Linked DNA regions of Rattus norvegicus: regions 1 and 2 are each linked to region 3. Evidence: chromatin contacts called from public Hi-C data. All regions are on one chromosome and are shown on one strand. Each heading gives the region's core, a stretch centred on a gene start, on an enhancer-like site or on the middle of the called end of the contact. The rest is flanking DNA. Distances are from core to core; before and after follow the strand shown.

Region 1 (4,241 bases), core at 393-2,892, 170 kb after region 3:
GGGAGAGTCAAAGATTCCAGCCTCCATGGCCACTCCCAATCATGTGCACACACACACACACACACACACACACAACACACATACACACACACATACACACACACACAACACACACACAACACACACACAACACACACACACACAACACACAACACACACACAACACACACACACACACACACACAAATTAAATCTCTAAGAAATAAATACCGAACAATAACAATAAAATAAACTCAGCCTTACCTCACCAAACAGTATGTACTCAGTGTTTGTATAGAAAGCAAAAGCTATAACAGCTCATCTATTTAAAGCATTATTGTTAGCCAAACACCACAGCATACATAGCATTAAAAAACTTCCTTGCTACCCCGTGGCAATAGAGTAGTCCAGCACTGCCCTTCCTTGATCCTAGAAGAGTCTGAACGCCGCACCCAGGTGGACCCTCTCAGAGTTACCAATACTGGTACCTTAACCACTCATCTCTCTCATACATTGCTAGTACAAGAGTGAAATGGAAAAATCACGGCAGGAAATAGTTTAGCAGTTTCTTATAACACTGAATATGCACTTTTGACCTAGAAAGATAGTTGTAGGCATTTCTCTCAGAGAATTAAAATGTATATGCAACAAAAACCTGCATACAAAGGTTTGTAACACTTTTACTTGTAACAACTCCAAACTACAAACAACCTGAATTTCTTGAGTAAGGAAAAGGTTAACCAATTCTGCTCTACTCATAGTATTTTCTATACTATAGTATAGAAAACCCAGCATGCAAAGGATTGAATTCTCATCAATGCCTTGAATTCAAGGCATTATAGTTACTGGGGGTTCGGGGCTCATCTCCAAAAGTTATATGTAGTATAATCCATTTCATAGCAGTCATAGATGACAAAATTACAGAAATGGAGAATGGGCCAATATTCATTAGGAATTGGGAACCAACAGAGAGGTAGGGCAGCCTCAAAGCAGTGGTACGGAGGAGGCCTTCTGTGGTATGTGTAACCATTCTGTATTCTCACTGTGATGCTTACAGGAATCTATGTGCAGGACGTAGCATTCATACACACGGACGCCAACAGAACGAGTAGTCTGCTTTAACAGTAATGCACCAATGCTGATGTCCTGGTTTGATATTCTACTACAATTACAAGATCTCCCCGCCAGGAGAGCTGGCCAAAGGACACATGAGACTCCTGACAGCTAAGGAATCTCCTATTCCTGTAATTATGCCAAAAGAAAGGAAGCCTGGGAGGACAGAGGGTAAAAGGGGAGGGGGTTCCCATGCTAGGGCTTAGCTCTATAAGGAGAAAACTACAAACTACAGGAACAAGTTCTTCCTTTGATGAGACTGGGATTTCCACTAGTTTATTCAAGCTACAAACAGCGGATAACCCCTGTTCCAGACCTCAAAAATGGGCAAAAGCAAATGTATTCACATACCCCTACTCTCGGGCTTTCAGGAAAGCTGTTCTCCAGCATCAAGTCCTTGGACTCTTTATCCAACATAACAGGACTATGAACATATCCACACTTCAAAGTGGATAATTCTTAATTCTCCCCAGAAAGGTCAGGAGAGGCTCTATCCTCCAAGGGAAATTTGAGTGGAGTTTGAAGGCTCAGTAAGAGGTCACCTGGCACAAGTAGGAAGTGCGAGACAGCCAGGAAACCAGAGGAATGGATAGCACCCCAGCTCAGACTGCCCTACAGGACAGTGGAGACAATATAACGTATCTAAGGGTGGTGACCCTGGGAAAGAAGAAAGGTCCTGAAGGGCTCTAGAGCTCGCTGTGGGAGATGAGCCTTAAAGCTGAAGCAAAGCATGCCTGTGCTCCCTCCACAAATGACAGAAAGTCTTAGCATCTCTTTCTATTTGAAGATACTTTCATCATTTCTCTTCCTCACAGGAATGTATTTTAGTTGGTAATAGAAACATAACATGCACGAACGATATAGCATGATGCTTTGTTTTCCTGCCTAAGCAGAGTTCGTAGACCCTTTGGAAAAGTAGAACTAATGAAGTGACGAATTATGTCACTACCCTAAGTAATACAGAAATGCTAGAACAATCTCATTAAGCATATTCCCTAATCATATCTGTTTTTTGATTCAATCTGCCCTTTCTCAAAACTAATCTGTAATCACTTGGGCCATGTTTTTTAATTCGGTGAGTATGGAAAACAGTTAAATGTTCAGGGTGTGTGTAAAAAATGTGTGTCCTACCAAAAGGAACCAATAATTCTTGATTTAAATTTAACAGCCTATTCACAGTGGCAATAAAATATTAATGGCACTGTGAAGCTGAATTTACTCAGGCAGTAACTCACAGTATCTGAAGTACAGTCTTTATTGTATGTTGAGTCATTACATCAGTAAAAGTTACCAAAAAATAAATCTATTTGACTTCCAGTATTTTATACAATAAATTGAGCCATTTCTCCCAGTGTCAAGTTAGCTTTGAAATACATGGGCTTATAATGGTGAAAACCTACACAGTATCAAGGAAACGGTAAGCCATCTGCTGTAAACATGTCTTAGAACTAACAAATGAGATCCTGTCCCTTCTTAGGTTTGAGATGTCTTCTGTGTTTTGAGATAATCTAGTGCTCCCAGCGTGAGCTGGATGCTGCATGCTGGACAAGATCAATTCCCTTTCAGCGTTCAAGGTTATTTTGAAATGTGCTTTAGCCCATGACTGATCAGTTTGAGTTGCACAAACAGAACACCCAAGTATATGGAAGCGAGTGACCCCCTGAATACCATGGTAGGGCAAAAGAAACCAGTACATCAGAGGAGTCAGGAGTGTCAATTCGACAGACATGGGTCATTCTCCAGTTGAACGGCTTAGTTACCCATGGCTTTCTTAGACAAAGAAGAACTAATCTATTATAAGTTGTGTGCGTCCTGAGCACAGCAACTGTGTTTGATTCCTCCTTAGCATCTTCAACCCCTGGCGCAGTGATTCTTAATGAATGGGTTTTTCTTTTTGACTGGATGACTAAATGGCACAATGAATGCATACATGCAAGATACAACACGAGAAACTGCGAATACATTATTAGTGCCATTCATGCACTTATATTTATTGCAACATTCATTAGGTGCATGAAATGGTGCCAACTGATTGTAAAGCCAAAACGTAAAAATAACGAGAGGCAACGCGCCATAATCCCTGCTCTTAAACACGTAACAGGGCAGCTGTAAATCCACAAGACACAAGAGAAAGGGGAGGAAAAAGAACAAAGAAAAGCTGTAACAACCTTCAGGGTTTCAACTCATCTAGTGGCGTAGGGGTGAGAGGATATAAATCCCACCCCTGGAAAGAGACCAGTGTCCCTATGGGGACAGCATCCAGGATCTGGAGGTAAAAGGACAAAGCAGACAAAAGACCCTTCATATGATCATTATCAGCATGGGCCTAAGACACTGTCAGCATCTCATTTTGGAAAGATTTATTAATATCTCTGTTGAGGGCTAAGATAAAAGGGGGTGGGAGGTGGGGAGGGTGGCAGTTCTCAGACCATCAGCAAAGTGGTAGAGTGCCAGCCACAGCAGCATGTGACTTTGATGGGATCTCTTAAATCCATGTAAACTGTCTCCCTATTTGGGAACTATAGGTCATTTTCTCCACGGTCGCTTAGTAACTACAGAGAATCCTGAAGAGGCTTCTGCTGCACAGTTTCAAAGGCACAGATCAGCTTGAACTCAGGCCCAATACAATTACGGAAGCACAGACTATCATCCCCAAAGGCTTTCTAGGTATCATGAACAAAAGAGTGGAACTTAACTGGGAAAAGCCTGGGAGATAAACAGGACATTTGGCCATCTGGGCCTGTGGCAGCCCTCACAAAGGATGTAATGTTAAAAATAGAGTCAGCAAACACTCACACAGAGATGGTATCTGGGGACAGCACAAAGCCTGATGACATCCCTGCCCTGGAAACACCTTACAGGAAGGCACTGACGAGAGCACATGTGTAGACTGCACATAGCAAGGCAGGGATGCTAGGCATCGACTAGAGAGATAGGCCTTCATTCTAGCATATTTACCTCGATTCAGTACCCATGTTGATAAACTAGGAGAGCAGGACCCAGGCAGAGAGATCACTAAAGAACCATCAGGAGCTTCACTAGCCTGAGGGCCACTAACGCACACTTTATTCCCCTTGAATACCTGGCCCACTGTTCAGCTCACCAACCCTCCCTGCAGGATTCACTAAGTGAGGTCCCTATACCTGCCT
Region 2 (4,459 bases), core at 1,405-3,904, 240 kb after region 3:
TTACTGCAAAGAACACGGAGATTGACTTCTATACCTGCTATATGAGCCAAACATAACTTATATTCTCTGAAATAATAGGAAACAATAACTCAGATCTGAAATTTTTTTTAAACACTTTGCAGTCTAAGCAGCTCCGGATACTGCTCACCATGGTGAGAAATGAAAGTCCATGCGTAAGTATCCTAGCAAAATTTTCACCACACACCCGCCTAACAGATGGGTTCTCAAAAACAACCAAGCATTCCGCAAGCCAAATGCTCAAAACTTAGTAATAAACAGTGATTAACATTCTTGAGTATGTGATACTGCATAAATGAGAACCTCGGCAACAATTTGGGGCAGAAGCTCACTTTGTGCTCTCACCTCTCATCTCACCTCCTACCTCCCTTTCCCAAACAGGCACACCCTCTCACCTCCCTACCCCACTCTGCATCCCAAGCCTTGGTGTCTGCAGCAAGCTCAAAACACTTGACTGATCATATCCGGTTGCCATTCCAGGAAATCCCAGAGTGGTTTTTAAGCCTCTGCCCACAGCTTGTAAAGAAAGGCGAGAGAGAAAAACTAATCGATATCAGCACCCAGCTGTGACCTGGCACATAAGGAAATCTAGAAAATAAATGTCATCCATAATCTGTATCATTTAACACTTGCAAGAAAACAACCCCTGGGATTGACTCTAAGCGGGACGGACAGTGTTGCCTGGGTGGATCTGAGGTTCCTGCACCAGGTGGCAAGACTGCCTAGGAGGCAATGCCCTCTGGTTCCTCATCCCTCAGACAAGGAAATGCCTTTTCCCTCGCAGGGGTTATCTGATCCCCAAAAAGGAGGAGAGAACGGAGAGGAAAACAAGCTCTATCTACAGCACTCTGGGAGAGCGAGCCCTTTGGCAAGGGCTCCCCTTAGACTTAGAAGCTGGAAACCCTTCTCAAAGGTGGGCACACGACAAACTATTGTCTTACTAACCAGTCACAGTCCAGGAAGGAAGCTCATGTAAAATATGACTTTGTTTAATCAGAGTCCCTTCAGTAGATAAAGTCCAATCCCTAGGCAAAGTAGGGGAGGTAAAATCTCCAGTGATTAGGATTCCTTTGAAAGGTTTTCCAGATTTTTTAAATTACAGGAGAATGAAGTCAGAACATAAATACGTCTCTGTATCATACAAATTACTAGGTCCGTCCACAATAAAAACAAGAATGCCAATCGGCAGGACGGGGCATTATAGGAAATGAAGATTGTCAGTAAAATCTATAATGCTTTCTTTCTGTTAGACCTTCTGGGAGGTTATAATTGCATTTGGCCAATTCGGGCTTGTCAGTGAGCCTGGCTTCTTAATAGTCTCAACCCTAAAAGGAGTGACTGTCAAAGGGGGGGGGGGGACTGGGGGGGATGGAGGGAACCCAGCTGAAATCAAACAACAAAAACGGGAACTGTAATCCTACCGAAAAGGGAGGAGGGAAGGGAAGGGAAGGGAAGGGAGCCTCCTGTATTCATCAGTCAACATTAATGTCCTTTGTTGTTCACCTTTGCACAGAACAGTGAATGCTATCCTGTTCTTTTTTTTCTCTCCCAAATCAGTGCCAGGGTAGTCCTCTCCTAAAGCTGCCTCCCAGAATTTAAGAACCAGGCTTTCTGACTCTCCCCTCCCTTGTCACTTTCCAGCCGGCCTCTATGACCCCCACTGCGCTCATCCCCTGGTAGAGAAGGTGGCCAGAAGTAAAAACGCTGCCCAAATCTAGGTTCCCCTCCAAGGACCAAAGAGCGCAGCAGCACAGATGTTGAAATTTACCACCCCCCCCTGCTCACAACACACACCCCAAACACCCGGGAGGCGAGGGAGAAAGGAGGCTGCGTCCCGACTCCCTCTGTCACAGGGGCTAGGGGTGCCACATTCTGCACTCTGGGAAAGCCGACCCCAACCGCAGGGACTTCGCGCCTCCCTACTGTTTGGGAGTATTCTAGCTGCGGGTTCCTAGTCTCCCTCATCACCCCGGGAAATCCTAGCAGCCCACTGCCAGCTCTCTGCCTCCGTGGGCCAGCAGGGGTAGAAGGGAGAGAAATCCTGTTGGCTTCCCCTTCTAACTTGACACGCAACACACCCCGCGGCCACTCCAAACTCTGCCAGCAGAGCCCGGAGTGGCTGTCCCGACGTTCCGGGATCGGGTTCGAGAAGCGCCGAGTGCGCAGTGAGGAGCGAAACCCTAGCGCGCGCCCCTCAGCCGGAGGCCGGTGTGGCCAAGCCTGGGACCCGCTGTGCAATGCCAAGACCTGGCATTTGCAGCCTGGCGCGGAGCGAGCTGCGTGGGGGCAAGGACCGGAGCGTGGTAAAAGTTCGCCCGCGAGCACTCACCCACGCCGTATTTCTCGTGCTCCGTAGGTATCCACATGGCTATAAAGGGCGCTGAGGGGCTCCGGGCTATGCAATCCCCGCGCCCCTCCAGTGGCTCACAACAATGCACGGCTCCCGAAGAGCAGCTGCGGCGCTGGAGCACAGCAGATCGCGCGGGCTGCGGCGCTGGGCAGGGGCTTCTCCCGGGGCTCCCGAGCGGACACTGACACTACACGGACGAGACGGAGCCGCCCGCTGCTCTGCCGGCCGCGGCTGCTCACAGCCCTGCGACGCGCTCTCGGGGACCCGGCGGCGCAGTCATTGTTCTGATTCACTGAACTAAGCGAACACGCCGGGGCACTCGCGGGCGCACCCCCGCCCGTCAGCGCCCATCCAGCGCTGCCTCCCCACTGCCTCGCGGCATGCCGGGAGTTGTAGTTCTTACTCTCCCGGGCCCGGAAGGGGGCGTGGCTACAGCGGTTGGGGGCGGGGCAACTAGTTAGGCTCATCACATTCGATTGGTCCAAAATGTGACGGCACAGCCCAGGCGTGTAGAAACTCTCTCAGTGGGTCGGCATGCGACCCCAGGCGCGTTTTTATTGGTTATCTCCCCGCTTCGCCCCGCCTGCGGCCCGCCCCTTTCAACTGGTTCAGGTAATGGCTGCTCCAGAGGCCCAGGGGCTTGGTGTGGACCCCCGGGAAGACCGGGTCCGCGGGGTCCGCGGCGGAATCGGGCACATCGATCATGAAGGTGAGTGCGCTGTCCCTTGGGTGCGTGTGATCTGTCTTTCTTTTTCTGTGCCCGGGGTGCAGCTGGCAGCCGCTCAGACCTTAGAAGCTGGTCAGCTAGGAGACCACCTTGGCAATGCCAGGCAAAAAGCCGCGGGCGGAACCCACAGAGATTGGGTGGGGCAGAGGGCGGTTGCCAAGCTGAAGCTGTTTTGGGTGGGACGAGAAAATGTGAAGAACTGCCTTCCCGGCCTCTGAGAAAGCTCCTTTTGCTTTGTTCCGGTTTGGAATTATGTGCTTTGCACTTGCCCACGAGTGGGTGTGGGTCAGGTCTGGGTCGCACGTGTGTGATTGTAATGCTGTGATTAGGCGCTATTTCCTGACTAGTATCCTCAGTTTGCTGAATTTGTTTTTGGGAAGGTGTTTTATGTAGTTTGGGGCGGGTTTCCAAGTTGGAGACTAGTCACGTCACTGTTCTCCAGTACTTGCGGGTTGCTCTTTGGAGTCCTCTCCAAAGGGAAAGGATGTGTGTATCTCAGGAATCATTTGACCCTGGAGCCTGGGAAATCTTACGTCCTAAGTCGTAAGAGAAAGAGGAAAAAGAGAATTAAATGCACTCCCGCCTTCACAGAATATTTAAAAGAGGGTTTTGAAACTCATCACAACTACTTTGTATCTACCTGATTTTGGTGTTTTCTTCAATTCCACTATAGAGATCAAAAATCAAACTTTCGTAGACTACCTTTCTTTTAGTCGAGCTCCACTCCCCACCCATTTTAAGTATATAATTTAGCACAGCAAGTTCTCTTATGTAAATGGATAGGATTTGGGGGTTAATTTGTGTCTCAGTCCTTGTTGATGTTTTTTCCTTTCACAGCTTTTAGTATGAAGTTTTTATCTCAGTAGCAGAGAAATGAAGTGCAATTTCTTCCCACTTCCCCTAGGTGAAATTCCTATCATCTAAGCAACCTATCAGTGGGTTTGCCATATATCCCATACTTCTATAACAGACTGTTAAGCTTTTCCAGATTACCAAAATTCCACAGAGCTACCATTTTAAGATATAAAGTTGGAAGCTTCGATAATTTTTCTCATGGGTTAATTTATTTGAGAACTTATAAATACCTCCAAAGCATAATGAATTACCTTACAATTACAATTCATTATATTTCAAGCAGTTCATTCAGAGGTATTCAGATTTAAAAAAATATTAAGTCTCTCCACTACACAGTTCCACTTATAAAGACAAAAGTGATGCAAATTTTGACATATTTCTTTATAATATACATTGTATAACTCATTTTTAAATGACGGATAATTAAAGGGATAATTTTTGTAAACTCAAAGATCTACAACTTTCTTCTCCCTCTTGTGTATCAAAGATATTTCTTTATCAACATTTTT
Region 3 (4,359 bases), core at 280-2,779:
AAGAAGAACTTTCATTCTACCCAGGACTGTCACAGAATCTAAGCACCAAGATGATACAGTTTTTCTATTTGTTTTTTAAAATGCATTAGGCGAGTGTGTAACAAATTCAATCAGTATTTTTTTATGCATTAGTTTTAAAATCTTATTTTACATTATGACTATCCTGTCCTGAATTCCAGCTTAGCCTTTTCTTGTCAGTTTCTTGTCTAGACTCCTAGGATGCCATCTTCATTGGCTGAACCTGCTTCCTCTGATTGGCAGCTCACTATTTTCACTGTTATCATAACTCATCTTGAGTGTTGTTTCCCTGCACAGAAATCCTACTCATTTGAATGTACACTGGCTACATATTTACACAGATTTTAGACTACTCAGCTGGGATTAGTTTTATCTTTACACACAAAATTTAAATTTTATAAGAACGGATTCTTCTCAACTATTAACATAAATCCAGACCAAGGGCGTAAAGGTCAATGTATCAAAGAAGAACCATTCTACACATTGCCTTGGGAAGTCAGAGAACAGCTTTCTAAGGTTCAGGAGAAATCGCTTCTAGGTACTATGTATTTGGTCCTAAGCCTCATCTCACATTTTTGGGTCCATTCAACTTAAGCACTCTCTGCCTCCTCTCACAGCCCCATCTTCTCAGATCAATTATTTAAATTTTATTTAGATTTGAGCCTATATTTAGATATAGTAGCAAGATTTCTCTTTCTTCAAACTCTGTTTCTGCGTTTCTTACCACATTTGCACCTTCCGCCCTAACCCCATACTGGATTAATCCCAGAACCTTGAATACAGCAGGTAAGTGTGGTCACTGACCACAATGCAGTCTTTGAACACTTATTCATATTTGTAGCAGAAGAATGGGTTACATACTTGACTATACCAAGATTTGAAAAAAACACAATTTATTTAAAAATTATTGAAATCTATTTTTTTCTAGCAACACAGTAGTCTATCAAGAAAATATAATAGAATGTCTTCAGTGGGCAACTGAATTGAAATTGTAAATCAATAAATCAAATATATAATACAAAATATTCCAATGATGTTCAAGGGACATCAACTTTACCATGCTTTGTTAAAAAAAAAAAACCTACCCCTTCATCTAAAATTTCATTAATAAATCCAATTAAAGTGTAAACAGAATCACAATATTGATGAAAATGTTAACTTATGACATATAAGCCACTTATTATACCTAATCTTGTACTTTACAACCCTTCCTTTTCAAACAAAGTCTCGCCATGTAGTTCTGGCTAGCCTGAAACTTTCTATGTAAACCAGGCTGGCCTCAAACTCACAGAGTTCCATTTGCCTCTGCCTCCTGACTGCTGGGTTGAAGGAGTGTGCCAGCACGCCCAGCTGTACTATTGGTTTTTATTTTCTATTCTGAGTTTCTACAAAAGTTTGGAAGAAAGATTACAAGATGTTAAAAATGTACGTTCTATAAATAAGGACGCTACAAATACCTGAGCTAAGAATAGATGTGCTAATCATGCAACAAGATTTTCACACACGAGTTAAAGGGCATATTACAACCCCAAGATAGTTACAAATGGATCTGCAAACTGAACTGCTGGGACAGGAAAGGAAGTATACAGTTGGTCTATGTATAACAATCCTCATTTCTTTTATTTTCTTAAAGAGGGGTTTCATAAATTTTGATTGCTAAACTCTAATGGTCTGAAACTCTTTTTCATAAAAGTCAGCATTTAAAGATATGAATATGCTGAGAAAAGTCTCCAAACTGTTTCATTTGCCCTTTTTTTCCAAAATAAGTAAGTCCAACAGTGAGGCTAGAATTAGGCTTTCTATATGAACTCAGCCATGATATTAAAACATTCATACCTATTTTAAAATATTCCTAGCAAAACAAAGATCCGGTAGTAGCATAGAAAAGGACAGGGAGGCTACTCATCATGCGTAATTTTAATAATATAGGTAAGAAATAATGAGGGATTAAACTTAATATCACAAATTGTTTTAGAAGATCAGAACCAATCTCAGCAGGTTGCCCTGGGCACAGGGACTGGAAGCAAACACACAAAGCAGTCCCTGGCAACTCCCCTTCTCTTCTCACGAATTAGCATAACAATGCCCAAACCTCATCTCTTAAGCACTTCTGATTTTCTCTAGGTTATATTTACTTTTCTTTCAAATTGAATACCCAACCCCTTTTATATTTTGGTAACTCGTGCAAAAAATTCAAAGAACTCATACGTTCTCCCGGAACTATAACTATTGCATTTCTAAGGCATTATGCTAAGGCTGTATTCTAAAGCACAGAGAGGCTCTCACATTGTTAGAGAAAAATGAGAAAGCACTTAAGAGTCCTGTTTAATAAGGACTTGGAAAGCACCTTAAGAGCCTTGTCCACAAAGCCAGGGTAAATTATAAAACTCTCTTAGGGTTTGACAAACACTTCCAATTTCCTGCTGTTTTATCTGGCACTAGGAGACCATGAACCAAGCTTCCACTATGTATCTTATAACTGACAATATAAATTTTCTAATTTTTATTTTATCATTCATAAAAATGAATTCTTATCAAGTAGTCACTAGTCACTAAGCATAGGACATCTTAAAATGTAACATTAAGACTTAAGTAGACTATGTATGTAGTAGGTAGTTCAAATTACTGAAGATCCACTCTAGGAAAAAATATGCTCATCTACCCAACTTCCTGCTTAGCCCTTCTTGTGTGTTTGACTGGAATTTCCTTCTTTTTAATTGTAATTGTTAGAGAACAAACCAGATAAATCACAAAGACAGTGATGAAAAAGAACATGGCTATACAAGCTAGTTATAAGAAGGTAACATCTGACATTTAAAAAGAGAAGATAGAAATGTGAAAAATGGAGAATGAATTTTCTGTGAAGTCGACACTACTACCTTATGCAAAGGCAGCAAAGAAAAGGATCCTGCTGGCTCCTGATCTCGGCCTCTATGAGGCTGTGTTCTACTAGGAATATTTTGAAGTGTATGTAAATTCAAATGAAGATCTTAATTTCAGGTCAACTATTTTGGCACATGGTGGAGAGTAAGAGATCTTTGGCGGCCTATTTCATAGAAGTACTAATGCCAGTCAATGAGAGCCCCTTCCTCTCAATATTCCACCGGCTCCACATCCTGTTGCCACTATACTGGGTACAGGACTTTCAGTGGCCAGAAGATGATGATGGATGCCTTAGAACTTGCTCAAAGCAAGGGAGAATTTTCAGGGGGAAATCCAGCTACCGAGCCATAAAATCTATATTAGATCCTGTGAGTTGTTTGCTCGGGGAAGTCACAGGAACCAATCTACTGAAATATTGCCAACAACTTGGGTTATAAGATGTTGAATATCCTTAAATATTGTCATTTTGGGCAGCCACAAATTTATGACATTAATTTTGACACTACACAAATATGGGCAGAACTGGAGAACACAGCAATTCTGATATGCCAGAGCCAACACCATGGTAGATGAATGTCTCAGTAAGAGTGAACACAAGTAGGCAAAGGCAAAGCTCCCTTGTACCTTCATTTATCTATGCTGCTGAAGGAGAGGCACCATCCACATTTAAGACAGGTCTTGATGAGTCAAATAATCAGATTAAGAGAACTCCCCACAGGAGTGCCTAAGCGGCTTGCCTTTTGGTTGGTTCTAAATCCAGTAAAGTTGACCATTAAAGTTAATCATCATCATGTCTCCTGGGATCTGGAAAGGGGTTGGCCCTTCCTGCCGGGCTCTCCTAACATGCAGAAGGACTGAGAAGCATAAGCAGGGTCTGCTGATTGTGACTGCTGCCTCAAAGATACCCTATCAACTGGGGAAATGCTTTCATGCTTTTATTCCAAGCAAGTGGTTAGCCAATGGCTAAAAATTATAGAGAAAATGGACAGGACCAACACATAAATCAGTGCATGTCAAATAAAGAAACAATAGAGGCATCCAAAATTATTGACTTTCACAGTCTTACCCAAAGTAAATTTATCGGCTAAAGACAAGAGCTGGACATAAATCTATGCTAACCAGAGGATGACATGATCAAAGCACTTCAACATTTTCTTTTGACTATTATTTTCCATTTTAAAATTCCATTCTTATCCTAGTAAGAGCACCAGTGGAAGGGGAAGCCCTGGGTCCTGCTAAGACTGAACCCCCAGTGAACTAGATTGTTGGGGGGAGGGCGGCAATGGGGGAGGGTGGGGAGGGGAACACCCATAAAGAAGGGGAGGGGGAGGGGGATGTTTGCACGGAAACCGGGAAAAGGAATAACACTCGAAATGTATATAAGAAATACTCAAGTTAATTAAAAAAAAATTCCATTCTTGATTCTGATTCAGGATAGCAACACTATACACACAAACA

What was found. A called contact is a pair of places that touch in the nucleus more often than the background predicts.
Region 1: a Hi-C map of psoas muscle shows a contact between it and region 3, with 2.4 times the contacts expected there. The contact joins two enhancer-like sites. A contact is called at or near these places in 4 of 12 Hi-C or Micro-C datasets (the Rat2 cell line, hepatocytes, kidney and 1 more).
Region 2: a contact with region 3 is called in a Hi-C map of Schwann cells, with 4 times the contacts expected there. The contact joins the promoter of Dock4 here to the enhancer-like site in region 3. A contact is called at or near these places in 5 of 12 Hi-C or Micro-C datasets (the A7r5 cell line, the Rat2 cell line, Schwann cells and 2 more) and 1 of 1 datasets of contacts at active chromatin or transcription factors (oligodendrocytes).

The regions. Positions count from the first base shown.
Region 1 is chr6:63,303,197-63,307,437 of GRCr8, reverse strand. All of the region lies in intron 1 of Dock4 (dedicator of cytokinesis 4), which reads right to left. Among named protein-coding and RNA genes, the nearest start is that of Dock4, 65 kb to the right of the region's middle. Within about 2 kb of position 1,642, at least 3 of the 93 cell types and tissues checked have an H3K27ac peak or open chromatin away from gene starts, as enhancers often do.
Region 2 is chr6:63,238,331-63,242,789 of GRCr8, reverse strand. It overlaps Dock4 (dedicator of cytokinesis 4), which reads right to left and starts at 2,654. Exons shown (of 53, transcript NM_001427091.1): 1 at 2,348-2,654. The coding sequence starts at 2,384. Zfp277 (zinc finger protein 277) reads left to right here and starts at 2,959. Exons shown (of 12, transcript NM_001399663.1): 1 at 2,959-3,077. The coding sequence starts at 2,984.
Region 3 is chr6:63,475,156-63,479,514 of GRCr8, reverse strand. All of the region lies in intron 12 of Dock4 (dedicator of cytokinesis 4), which reads right to left. Among named protein-coding and RNA genes, the nearest start is that of Dock4, 240 kb to the right of the region's middle. Within about 2 kb of position 1,529, at least 3 of the 93 cell types and tissues checked have an H3K27ac peak or open chromatin away from gene starts, as enhancers often do.